Linked DNA regions of Oryctolagus cuniculus: region 2 is linked to region 1. Evidence: chromatin contacts called from public Micro-C data. All regions are on one chromosome and are shown on one strand. The core of a region is the stretch at or near the end of the contact, and the rest is flanking DNA. Distances in the headings are between cores, read along the strand shown. Region 1 holds the start of DAGLB (diacylglycerol lipase beta). Region 2 overlaps RAC1 (Rac family small GTPase 1).

Evidence for each region. A called contact is a pair of places that touch in the nucleus more often than the background predicts.
Region 2: a Micro-C map of ear pinna shows a contact between it and region 1, with 2.0 times the contacts expected there. The contact joins the enhancer-like site here to the promoter of DAGLB in region 1. A contact is called at or near these places in 2 of 6 Hi-C or Micro-C datasets (ear pinna and skin fibroblasts).

What each region holds. Positions count from the first base shown.
Region 1 is chr19:40,012,338-40,018,335 of mOryCun1.1, reverse strand. It overlaps DAGLB (diacylglycerol lipase beta), which reads right to left and starts at 4,494. Exons shown (of 14, transcript XM_051839071.2): 1 at 4,202-4,494. The coding sequence starts at 4,493.
Region 2 is chr19:40,046,754-40,052,942 of mOryCun1.1, reverse strand. RAC1 (Rac family small GTPase 1) reads left to right here. Exons shown (of 6, transcript XM_051839076.2): 4 at 1,442-1,504; 5 at 1,827-1,986; 6 at 2,164-3,658. The coding sequence ends at 2,294. DAGLB (diacylglycerol lipase beta) reads right to left here. Exons shown (of 14, transcript XM_051839071.2): 13 at 6,148-6,189; 14 at 5,460-6,065. The coding sequence ends at 5,867. Among named protein-coding and RNA genes, the nearest start is that of RAC1, 29 kb to the left of the region's middle. Within about 2 kb of position 1,957, at least 2 of the 8 cell types and tissues checked have an H3K27ac peak or open chromatin away from gene starts, as enhancers often do. A contact at or near this core is called in ear pinna, where this site is marked.

The sequences.
Region 1 (5,998 bases), core at 3,245-5,744:
GATAGTCTCAGAAAAATCACGGTGTGCAGAAAATCCTAACTTACAGAAAAAAAGGTGTCATTAAGAACGGGTGGGGGCTGGCAGCATGGCACAGTGGGTTAAGATGCCACTTGCGCTGGTGGCAGCCCAATAGGAGTGCTCAGTTCCGGCTACTCTGCTTCCAATGCAGCGTCCTGCTACTGTGCCTGGCAAGGCAGCAGAGAATGGCCTAGGCTCTAGGGCCCTGCCGCTCATGTGCGAGACCAACGTGAAGTTTTTTGCTCCTGGCTTCAACCTGGCCCAGACCTGGCTGTTGTGGCTACTTGGGGAGTGAACCAGCAGGTGGAAGATCTCTCTATGTGTCTCTCAATTACTCTGCCTTTCAAATAAATAAATAAGAAAGAAATAGGTGTGTCTCACAATTCATTAACAAAAAGATAAATAACCTAGTTCAAAACTTGGGCAGAAGATCTAAATGCGCACTTCCCTCCCAGTGACACACAAATGGCCTAGAGGCAAATCAAGCGCTGCTCAGCCTCACCAGTCAGCAGGACGTGCAGACGGAAACTGTGAGACGCCACAGCAGTGGGCAGGACGGCTCACCGCAGTCAGACAGCAAGTCCTGGCCAGGACGCCGGGACACTGGAACCCTGGCACTCACCCGCGGGAACATAAAGCAGCGCAGGCCCTGAAGAAGCCTGGCACTTCCTCAAAGGGTTACGCAGTGTCAACACGTGACCCAGCACTTCCACACCCAGGTACACGCCCAAGACAATGCAAGCCTGCATCCGCACAGAAACCCGCATGCAAATATTCCCAGCAGCATTACTTGTAACAGCATTATTGTAACAATTATTTGTAACAAACAGTGGCAGCAACCCAAATGTTCACCACCGGACCAACGGGTAAGTGCAACTAGCAAATCCATCTGATGGATTATTGTATTATTCATCGTCTGAAGGGATAAAGTACTGATGCACACTACAATGGGATGAATCTTGAAAACACTATGCTGAGTTTAAGAAGTCAGGCCAGGGGCCGGCGCTGTGGAGTAGCAGGTTAAGTTGCTGGTGGCAGTGCTGGCATCCCATATGGGCACTGGTTTAATTCCTAGAGGCTCCTCTTCCAATACGGGTCCCTACTAATGTACCCAGGAAGGTAGCAGAGGATGGACCAAGTGCTTGGGCCCCTGCACCCACATGAGACACCCAGAAGAAGCATCTGCCTTTGCAGTCATTTGGGGAGTGAGCCAGTGGATGGAGGAACTCTGTCTCTCACTCTCTCTTTGTAACTCTGCCTTTCAAATAAATTAAAAATTTTTTAAAAGGTTTTACTTGTTTATTTATTTATTTGAGAGGCAGAGTTACAGGCAGAGAGAGGGAGAGACAGAAAGGTCTTCTATCCGCTCGTTCACTCCCTAAATGGCCACAACAGCCGAAGCTGGGCTGGTCTGAAGCCAGGAGCTTCTTCCAGGTCTCCCACGCAGCTGTAGGGGCCCAAGCGCTTGGGCAATCTTCTACTGCTTTCCCAGGCCATAGCAGAGAGCAGCCAGGACTAGAACTGGTGCCCATGTGAGACGCCAGCGCCGTAGGCAGAGGCTTAGCCCACTACAACATAGCGCCAACCCCAAAAAATACATCTTAAAAAAAAAAAAAGGGCAAAAGGCCACATAATGGTTAACTCTACAAATCCGATGTCCAGGAAGGCCGAGAGACAGTAACCAGGTGAGCAGGGCCAGCACTTGAGTCGGGGGAGTGAAGAGTCAGTGCTCACAGGTACAGGGCTTCTGGGGATGATGGACACGTCCTGAGATGATGGGATGGCTGCACAACTCTGAATCTGCTTTAAAAACCACCGAATCACAGGGCAGGCTCCTGGGCCAGCAGTTAAGCAGCTGGGTAAGACGCCACACCTCATACTGGAGGGCCTGGGTTTAGTATCAGCTCGAGTTTCCTGCCCACGCAGACCCCGGCAGGCAGCAAGTGGCTGGGTTCTTGCCACCCACACGGAAGATGCGGACTGAATTCCTGGCTCCAGAATTCAGTCCCAGCTACAAGTCAGTGGGGGCCCATGGGGAGTGAACCAGCGGAGGAGAACTCTCAAAAAATAAACTTTAAAAATAAACATCGAATTATACACTCTCAAAATGGGTCGATCCTATTAGAATGCACACTGCATCTCAAAGCTGCTGAACAGAAGAGAAGGGTGCCGTGTGGCCCAGGCGGCGCCTCACCCCTCATGCTGACGCACACGATGGCCAGCACGGTGCAGATGATGACCGCCAGGAGCACGATGAGCACGATCAGGTAACTGCTGAGAAGGACGCCCCCGGCACAGTCCAGCTTCCCTCTGTGCATGACGTACAGCATCAGAATGCCGATCCACCTGCGGGGAGACAGGCAGGGCCCGTGAGCCACGGAAGCCGGCCAGCTGCTTGCCACAACACGATACAGACACGCAAGGCCGTCACACCTTCGAAACCAGGTGAGGTGCATTTGGATATATCACGTTCATCAGTCAAAGTCAACTCAAGGCATGACTTTTTTTTTTTTTTTTTTACTAAGTTTTATACTTCTGCTACTTCTGTCATCGTTCTGCTCCCACACCTGCTACAACTCACAAGCGGCCTGAAAGCCGTGAGGAATCAAACATAAGCTGAGCTTCTGGAAACCAGCTGCACCGTGGGGACAGCTGATGCCAGTTAAGACCTCGAGGCCCACATCACAGAACCCGGGTTCAATCCCAGCTCCTCCCATTAACACAGGCCCTGGGAGAAAGCAAGGGATGGCTCACGAAAGTGGGTTCCCGCCACTCGGGCGCGAGACGGAGTGCTTCACCCTCAGCCCAGCTCTGGCCATTTTAGGCACTCGGGGTATGAATCAGCAGGTGAGGGCCCGGTCCATCCCAAATTAAAAGGTGGGGGGAGACAGGCCCACCATGACTCAGATATACAGAACAGGTGAACAACACAGATACTTCAAAAGGTTCGTGGACAAATGAAATTAAAAGATGTTTATTTTGGTGCAAAAACAGTGAAATCCAGGCATACTTTTTTCCAGAATACACCTTTTTCTGTGACCTTTTTAAAGAACACCCACCCCATGCAGGGAGTTCAACATTTTCTGCACCAAAATAACCCCCCCCCCCCAGTGAAGTCTGAAGTCCTCCAACGTACTTGCTAAATTCTTAGCCAGAGACTTTCACTGGCTGGATTAACAAGAAACTGACACCCACTCCTTGTGGTCTGCAGCTGTGTAATTCAAACCCCAGAGCACCCGGAGCAGGTTTCTCAAGATGCCCCACGGGGCACTGGTTAAGCTCTCCAGGGCACCGCGGCTGCAGAGCTGCCTCATGCAGGGCAGGCGACAGGGATCAAACCCAGGGCCCCAGTTCGAGCCCAGGCTGCTCCTCTTCCAATCCAGCTCTCTGCTGTGGCCTGGGAAAGCAGTGGAAGATGGCCAAGTCCTTGGGTCCCTGCACCCACGTGCAGACCCAGAAGAAGCTCCTGGCTCCTGGCTTTGGATCGGCTCAGCTCCGGCCGTTGCGGCCAATTGGGGAGTGAACCAGCGGATGGAAGACCTCTCTCTCTGCCTCTCCTTCTCTGTGTAACTCAAATAAATAAATTTTTTTTTTTTAAAGAAAAAAGCGAAAGGGCTCAAGCCCACAGCCCTGCAGAAGCGGAAGTGGATCAGATAACTCTCCGGTGGGGTACAACCCCGGGCCCCTGGACCCAGAAGCAAGAATGGGGAAGTGACCTCAGAAATTCACAGCCCTGGCAACCGCGCAACTCCCGGGACGCAGCTCCCAGCACTTCTGGTTTTTTTTATAAATTTTTTAAAAATTTTTATTTATTTTTTCTCCTCTCCGGGAACACAGCTTCTGCCCCCGGTGCCGCTCACTAAGTGCGACCACCAGCGGCCCCAGAAGGGCTCCGTCAACGTCCGGCCGGCACACAGGGCCCCCTCCCCGCGAGAAGCGGCTGCCCCCCGCTCGAGGCCACCGTCCACGGCTTGCGGCCGGCGCTGACCGCCTCGCGGCTCCCACGGCCCCCAGGCTCGGCGCCCCGCAGCCCGGACCCCCAGCCCCGGGCACCACCGACCCCCTCCGATTCGCCACCCGTGACGCGGGCACGGCCGGCGCCGGCCCCTCCGTGACCGCTCGCGACTTCCATCCCCGTCTCGCCCCTCACGCGTCCGGCCGCCCGCAGAGCCGCCGCGCTCACCACAGCACTCGCAGCAACAGCTCCAAGAACCCTGGGAACACCAGGTCGTCGCTGGCGATGGCCCAGCGCCGACCGAAGAGCACCATCCCGGGCATGGCTCGGGTCCGAACGCCCGGCCTCGGGCCGGCCCCTCGCGCCGCTCCCCAGACCCGGCTGCCCCGGAGCCCTCTGGACTCGGCCGGCAAATTGACCCGCGACCCCGCGCAGGCGCAGGCGCAGGCGCACGCGAGGGCGGGGCTCGGCGCATGCTCTTTGCGGAGGCCGAGACCGACGCATGCGCACTGAGCCGCATGCCGTTGCTACCGCTGGCAGCGGCGCTGTCTGCGCTTGCGCATAGCCGCTGGGTCAGATGCCTCAGGCTGGTTTTATCGCAGGTGTGCGGCTGTGATAAAAAAAAAAAAAAGTCCCAGTGATACTTCCAGTTCATAGATAAGGACTCACCAGGCCATTATTGACGGGTCTGGGTCTCACGCCCGGGTTCCCGCGCCTCCAAGCCTGTGCCCTGCGTTCGCTCCTGGAACTCAGTGTCTGGTGGGGCAGGGTCACCCCACGTCTGGGCACCTGCACTGCCCCCGGCCCCGGTCCGAGCCGCCTCACTCCCTGCCTGCAGCTCACTCGCGCGCTCTCTTCATTCGGACCTCAGCTCCGGGGTCCCTGCCTCCAGGGGCCTTCCGGGACCCCCCAGTTCCTCCAAGCCTGTTACCTCCCACCCCCGGAGCCCAGGCGCCCTGTGCATCCTCTTGCCTTGCTGTGCACGTCACAGCTCGGGTTCTAGGCACCTCTAGAACACCGGACTTTGGGAAACAAACGTGGAGAGCTAGGTGGAGAGACTTGGGGGGCTGGGCGTTGGAGGGCAGTTGCCCAGGGTGAGAAGAGGGAAGGCAGAGGGCAGCCCCACGGGACGGGTTTAAGGGTGCCAGGTCTGCGGGTGAACGCGTGTGCAGCCAAGGGCTTGATGAGGATTCTGGAGATGAGACACCACCCCGCGCCGGTGCCCCCACACCCAAGTCCCAAAGTCAGCACCTCCTGAGGCAAGCGCCCCACCCCCCCCAGCTGTCTATCCTCGTTTTGGGCTTCATCCTGATCCTCTGGTGCGTTCTCCAATGTCCATCACTAAACAGCATTAGCTGGGCTTCTGCAGGGTTTGCAAAGCCCGGGCTGGCTGCTGGAGAGTCAGATGGTGGTCAGACTCTCACGCACTCCGGCTGGGGAGGAGACTCGGCCTGGTGCCTGAAACATGGGTACAGTTTGGAAAATCCGACGTTGGGCAAGGTACTTGATCTAGGCTAAGCCTGGTTCCTCACCTGTACAGTGGGAACTGAATTAAGAGATGGAACAGGATAGGCAGCCTGGGCGCAGAGAGCTCACGCAGCTCCCAACCAGTGACTACTAGCTGCACCTGGTACACGGCCAACAGCTTCAGCTGGTAAGGAGACAGGAGCCCAGCAAAAGCAAGACCACTAGTTGTGTCAGTTACCTGTGACATAGAGCTGAACTGTACTGGCTGATGAGAGCTTTCTCAGAAATTCTGTAGCTTTTTTTTTTTTTTAAGGTTTATTTATTTGAAAGGAAGAGTTGGCCGGCACCACGGCTCACTAGACTAATCCTCCACCTGCGGCGCCGGCACCCCAGGTTCCAATCCCGGTCGGGGTGCCGGATTCTGTCCCGGTTGCCCCTCTTCCAGTCCAGCTCTCTGCTGTGGCCCGAGAGTGCAGTGGAGGATGGCCCAAGTCCTTGGGCCCTGCACCCGCATGGGAGACCAGGAGGAAGCACCTGGCTCCTGGCTTCGGATCAGCG
Region 2 (6,189 bases), core at 708-3,207, 37 kb before region 1:
TGTGCTTGACGAATGAGCTCCGTTAGCACGCGCTGGCGCCCACCAGTGGGAACCCCAGCAGTTCCCCGGCTGCTCTCTGCCCTCCTCCGAGGCAGGAGGAAGCAGGGTGCGCGTCAGGGCCTCTGTCGGCGCTGGCCTGGAGAAGCCGCCGGCTCACAGGCTGCGCGCTAACCGGAGCAGGACTAACCGCTGCCAGGGCCTCCTCTCTGCACTGTGGTGTCCAGGCGGCTGGGCAGGGCTGCTGAGCTAACCCAACCGTGCTTGCCGTGGGTGCCGGGTGCTGTGGTGACTGCTGGACGAGCTTGTGCATGCGCCGGCGTTCAGAACGCCCTGTATCAGAGGCTGCTGTGTGGGATGTGTTTGTTCCCGTGCAGGCACGAGCGCGCCCCTGGGGAATTTCAGGTGCTAGCCTGGGACTTGTGTCCACTTCACAGAGCAGCAGAGTTGCCTTTTCCAGGAAGATGCTTTCTTACACCTGGCAGTGTAGGAACTCTGCATTTTTTAGACAGGCACAAACTTGAGCTTGCACACAGTGCAGGCTGGGAGGGAGAGCGGCACTTAGCATCTAGTCAGGCGCTGTCTGCAAGCCTGGGTCCCGCCCCTGTCCTGGGAGCCCTGCCTTTGCTGCAGCTGCCTGGTTGCAGCCCGGGGCCCACTGGGCCTGTGCGAGTGGCCTTACCCGCCACATCCCCAGGGCCCCAGCCTCCTGGACAGGGCTCGGGTGGCAAGCACCGAGCCGCCACTTAGTGCCAGGGAGTGAGGGACAAGAGGTCCCTGAGCAGGAGCTCAGCTGGAGCCCAGTGAGCATCTGAAGTGACTGGATCTAGCATGCAAATGGGGAGCTAACTGGAAGCTATACTGTGTTCAGATACTTCTATTGAGAAAAATTTCTAAATTGTGTCTTTGTGAAATTGAAAGGCTGCTTGGTATGGGGGCACAGACATCTCCCCTCTGCTGGGTCACTTCCCCAAATGCCCACAGTGGCTGGCGGAGCCAGGAACCCAAGCACTTGGGCTGTTGTCATTCGCTGCCGCCCGGGTGTGAGTTAGCAGGAAGCGGCACACACAGGAGCGGAGCCCGGCTGGATGAGGCACCTGCTCTGGGTGTGGGCAGCCCAGCCAGCAGCGCAGCCCCTGGGCTCCGTGCCCAGCCCAGGCAGCCGCGCTTCACGGGCGCGCGGGTAGTTCCAGCATGTTGATTTTTGCTGTTTCTGACAGATACCGTCAAAGGGGTTCCCTTGGCCTCAGGTGCTCCCTGTGCGCCCCTCCTCACAGTACTGGCTCTGGTCTGGAAGCCGCCTGCCAGCTGCAGGGCCGCGGCAGGGCGAGCTCCCGACATGGGTGCTGGTCCCAGACGCGCGCCCGTGTCTGAGGCTCGATCCCACAAAGCGCGTTCAGCACTTTCAGACCTGGTTTCTGAATGTCTGTTTCCTTTTACATAGGACGTCTTCTTGATTTGCTTTTCCCTTGTGAGTCCTGCGTCGTTTGAAAATGTCCGAGCGAAGGTACGTGGGGGCTTTGCCGTTCACCGAGGGCAGCAGAGCCGAGGCTCGGTGTGGGCCGCTCGGCCCCGAGCAGGAGGTGGGTTTCTGGGATGACCCTGGAACTTAGTCTGCTCGACCAGAAACGACCGTTCCTTGAGCCGGGGGCCTTTCTGTGGGGTCAATTCGCTGGGGTGGGGGCTGTCATTGCTTGCTAATCTGACACCTGTGGGTGTCCCTTGTGGTTCTTGAAGGCCTACGTGAAGACTGGGGCAGGGCGCCTCAGGTGGGGGCTGGGCAGTGACCCCTGTTGGGTGTAACCTGTGTGTCCTTTCTTCCGGTCTAGTGGTACCCTGAAGTGCGACACCATTGTCCCAACACGCCCATCATCCTCGTGGGAACGAAACTGGATCTTCGGGATGATAAAGACACGATTGAGAAACTGAAGGAGAAGAAGCTGACACCCATCACCTACCCGCAGGGCTTGGCCATGGCCAAGGAGATCGGTAGGAAATCGTCTTGGCCGTCTGCCCCGCAGCGATTCTGAGGAGTCCGCTCCGGGAACGCAGAGGGCGCTGGTCCTCTCGGGGTGCGGCGCACTCGGCGGGAAGCCGCGTCAGGCCGTGCCAGGCCGTGCCGGCTGTGCCTCCGCCAGTGTTGCCATGTGGCTGTCTCTCCCGCAGGTGCTGTGAAATACCTGGAGTGCTCGGCCCTCACGCAGCGAGGCCTCAAGACAGTGTTCGACGAGGCGATCCGAGCGGTCCTCTGCCCGCCCCCCGTCAAGAAGAGGAAGAGGAAGTGCCTGCTGCTGTGAGCGCCGCGCCCCCCGGCCCTGGCCCTCGACCTTTGTACGCTTTGCTCGGAAACGGTGGAGCCTTCGCACTCAATGCCAAGTTTTTGTTACAGATTAATTTTTCCATAAAACCGTTTTGAACCAATCAGTAATTTTAAGGTTTTTGTTTTAAATGTTAAGAGTTCAGACTCACCTTCTATTAAAATTTAGCCCTAAAATGACAAGCCTTCTTAAAGCCTTATTTTTCAAAAGCCCCTGTTCTTGCTCAGAGTAAGAGTTGCCAAAATACCTTCTCACACTAAGTTGCATTGTTGTGCTGAGAACACTAAGCACTAAGCGGTTGAAAGACCAGTGTAGCTCCCGGAGTTAGCGGTGCGGCTGCGTGCGCGGCCGTGTTCGGATGACACAAAGCAGGACAGCCCCCCGCTGACAAGTGGCCACTTCCCAGCAGCCGTTTGTCAGCCCGTTCCCTGCCTGACACCGCACCGCACGTCCCAGCTCAACTCCGGAGCGCTTTGATTTCCTAGTGAGTTTTCCGGAAACAGCCGGCCAGCTTCCGCCGAGATGCTGACAGAACTCACGGAGCCTCTGCTTAGTTGTGTGCGCGCTGGGGGGGGGGTGGAGGCAGTGTCACAGGATGCAGACAGGATTTTGACGGGATACGGAGGCGTGCACGGAGTGCCTGAGCTCGGGGTCACAGGCCAGCACGTGAGGGCGAGTCCTGTCCCCAGGAGCTGCGGAAAGAGGTCTGTTATCTGTCCCTCCAGCCTTCCTCCCACACCTGCCATCCTCCCAGGTCGGGCGTCCGTTCATCTCTGAACTGGCCATTCCCGTAGTTGCCGACTTAGGAAGTGCTTTTCTTCTAGAGCCCTACTTCATGAGCAATATGCCTCCTTGTATGATAACGTCTTTCTGATGATGCGCTGGGAGCTTTCTCGTAGATTAGTGCAAGTGCATTCCTGTTTTCACGTTACTTTATCCGAAGCTGAGTCAGCGCTCTTAGTTCTCCAGTTACTAGGTGTAAAGATCATGTGTTGCAGCTTTGCAGTTTTTAAGAGATTTTAGATTCCCGTAAACCACGACCCTTCTAACATCCCCGACACTAACACTGACCCCCACCGCGCCCCCACGGACACGCGCTTCCTGTCGTGGCTTCGCCCTAACAAGGTTCTCTCGGGTCTCTGAGGTTCTGTAAACTGTGCTAGTGCTGACGACGTTCTGTACAGCCTCACTCACTGGCGAGAACACAGTGTTGGAACTTTCAACCACTAGAACAACATTTTCTAAATCGACAGTTGCAGAGTTGTGGAGTGTTTTTACATTGATCTTTTGCTAATGCAATTAGCAGTATGTTTTGCATGTATGAATTAATAAATCCTTGAATCGTACGACTGGTCATACTTGAATTTTTGCGCACTTGCCGGGCAGGTACTCGGGGTGTGTGTAATGTGCTTCGCTCGAAGTGTGGGCTGTGCGAGACACTCACTTCACACAGCAACAGGGAGTGCTGCCCGGGGCGGGAGGTGCAGGTCTGGACCTGCTCCGTGTCTGCAGGACGCTCCCAGGAGGGCCCGTGTGGGGCGTGCTCACGGGCACACGCGGCCGCCTCGAGTCCAGCGCTCAGCAGACGGTGCCCATGCCCGGAGCCTCGGCTGTGCCCAGGAACCTGTTCTCTGTGAAGACTGCAGAGACATCATTAGACGAGGAAGTCTCAGGTCTGCTGGGCCCCTCTCGGGGCAGTGCCGCGAGTTCAAGGAGCTCAGTGTGGACACGGCTCCACAGCTGTTACAGCCCTCTCCCGCGTGCCGAGGTGACGGCTTCGGTGGCTCAGCCGTCAGTGTCCTCACTTCTCAGCCCAGCTTCTGGCCCCGCCGTAAGCAGTGCTTTAGTTGCTTATTCCACCAAGTCATTTTTTTTAAAAAGGTGATTTACATGAGTCAGAGAGGAAGAGACAGATCTTCCCTTGTCTGTTTCCCAAGTAGACACAATGGCCGGAGCCGGGAGCTCCTCCAGCTCTCCCACACGGGTGCAGGGGTGCAGGGGCCCAGGTGCTCGAGCCATCTGCTGCTGCTTCCCCAGGTGCATTAGCAGGGCCCACATGGGGTGCTGGCGTGCCAGGTGGCAGCTTTACCCGCTACGCCACAGTGCCGGCCCCTGTGTTCTGGGCAACTTGGACTCCTCAGGTCACGGGGCCTTCACTCCGCGCTCATCTCATTTCCTGCTGCTTGTCCTGATGAGTGGCACCAAGAGCTCCCTGGGAAGGCCACTTGGGAAGGCTGCTGCTTGAGATTCACCTGAAAGGCAGTTTGAGGAAGAGACAGATCTGCCATCTGCTGCTTCGCTTCCCAAGTGTCAGCTACAGCCAGGGCGGGGCCAGGCCAAAGCCAGGAGCTGCCTCTGGGTCTCCCACGCGGTGCAGGGGCCGAGCACTTGGGCCCTCTGCTGCTGCTTTCCTGGGACTGGAAGTGGAGCAGCTGGCTGCCCACATGGATGTGTGTGCTGCAGGCACTGGTTTAACCTGCCGCCCCGCGGCACCAGTCCTGGGAGTGTTTTCGAGCCAACGACTTTGGAAATGATCACCTGGGTCTAAAATCCGAGGCTGGCGGTGAGCGCAGGCCCGAGCCTCCGCGTGGGCGCCCTGCAGTGTTCCTCCCTGGGGATGTGGACTGGACCTTCGGGACCGCTCTCCAGGTCCCCGCTCGGGCAGCTTCTTGGCCGCAGCCGGGGCTTGGGTGCTGCTGGCCCCATCACGGTTGTGACTTCAGTCTCGCACTCAAGTGAGCCAGCTGGTGCCGGAGCCCTGTGCTGTCTCCCCTCCCAGGCTGGTGCAGGTGCTGTGTGCGGAGTCCGAGCTCTCCAGAGCTGGGGTGGTGGGGCTGCGGCCCTGTTTCCGTGGAGTTCTTAAGGTTGAGGGGGTCTGTCCTTGGCCCCTGGGAGGGCAGCGGGAGGGCCAGGCCGGTCACCACAGTGCGCAGGACGCTGCCTGTGCCTGTCCCCCATCCTCATGGATTTCCCCTCTTAGGGCAGTCTCTTTACTGCCATTTTCCTGGCCTCTGACGGGGTCTCACGTCCCCTCATTCTGCAGGCAGAACTGCAAGAGAACTTAGGTTTCACTTTCACTTGCAACTACCCGGTACGGCAGGCCTGCCTGGGAACAGCGCGGGAGCACACAAGTACGGACACGAGTGAGGGTGAATGCTTTATTCTCCCCACGCCCTCAGAGCCAGACGAGGGCCAGCGAGCAATGGACAACTCGGCGGCCTCAGGAGGCCAGGTGCGTGGCTGCTCGCCTGCCTCAAACACCTGTCTCCAGTCCCAAGCTTGGTGCCACTTGGGGGAAACCCAGGCGGGGGCGGGGTAGCCAGGAAAGCTCAGGGCGCACGCGCGAGCTCAGACTCATCTGTGGAGTGACAGGGAGGACGGCTGCCCACGTCCGCCGCGGGGCTCACAGGCCCCTCCCCTCCGTGCTCGCCGCTGCCTCCTGACCCCGCCAGTGCCACCGCAAACAGCACCGACGACGTGCCCACGGGCTTTCCGCACGTCGGACCCCGGCTGTTTCCGAACGGTGTGGTCCCCGGTCCCAGCAGCCCCGCTTACACCACGTCCACGTCCGGAAGCCCTTGTGCTGGACACGAGACGCACAGCGCTCTGTCGGCGACCACGCTGTCCAGGGCTCGCATCAGGACGTCGGGCATGTGGTCAGTCAGCATCTTGGGGCCGATGAGAATCCTGCTGAACTCGGCTTCGTGCGCCCACCTCACGCCATACTGGGTGGCGGAGCAGCAGCCAAACCTGAAACGGAACGGGCGGTGAGCACCACGGCCTCGGTGGTCACCTCCCGCGTGCCGTCAGCTGGCGGTGAGGGCGCACTCACCTCCCCGCACTGCCCTCCTCCTCCAGGTGGATGATCCTGCCG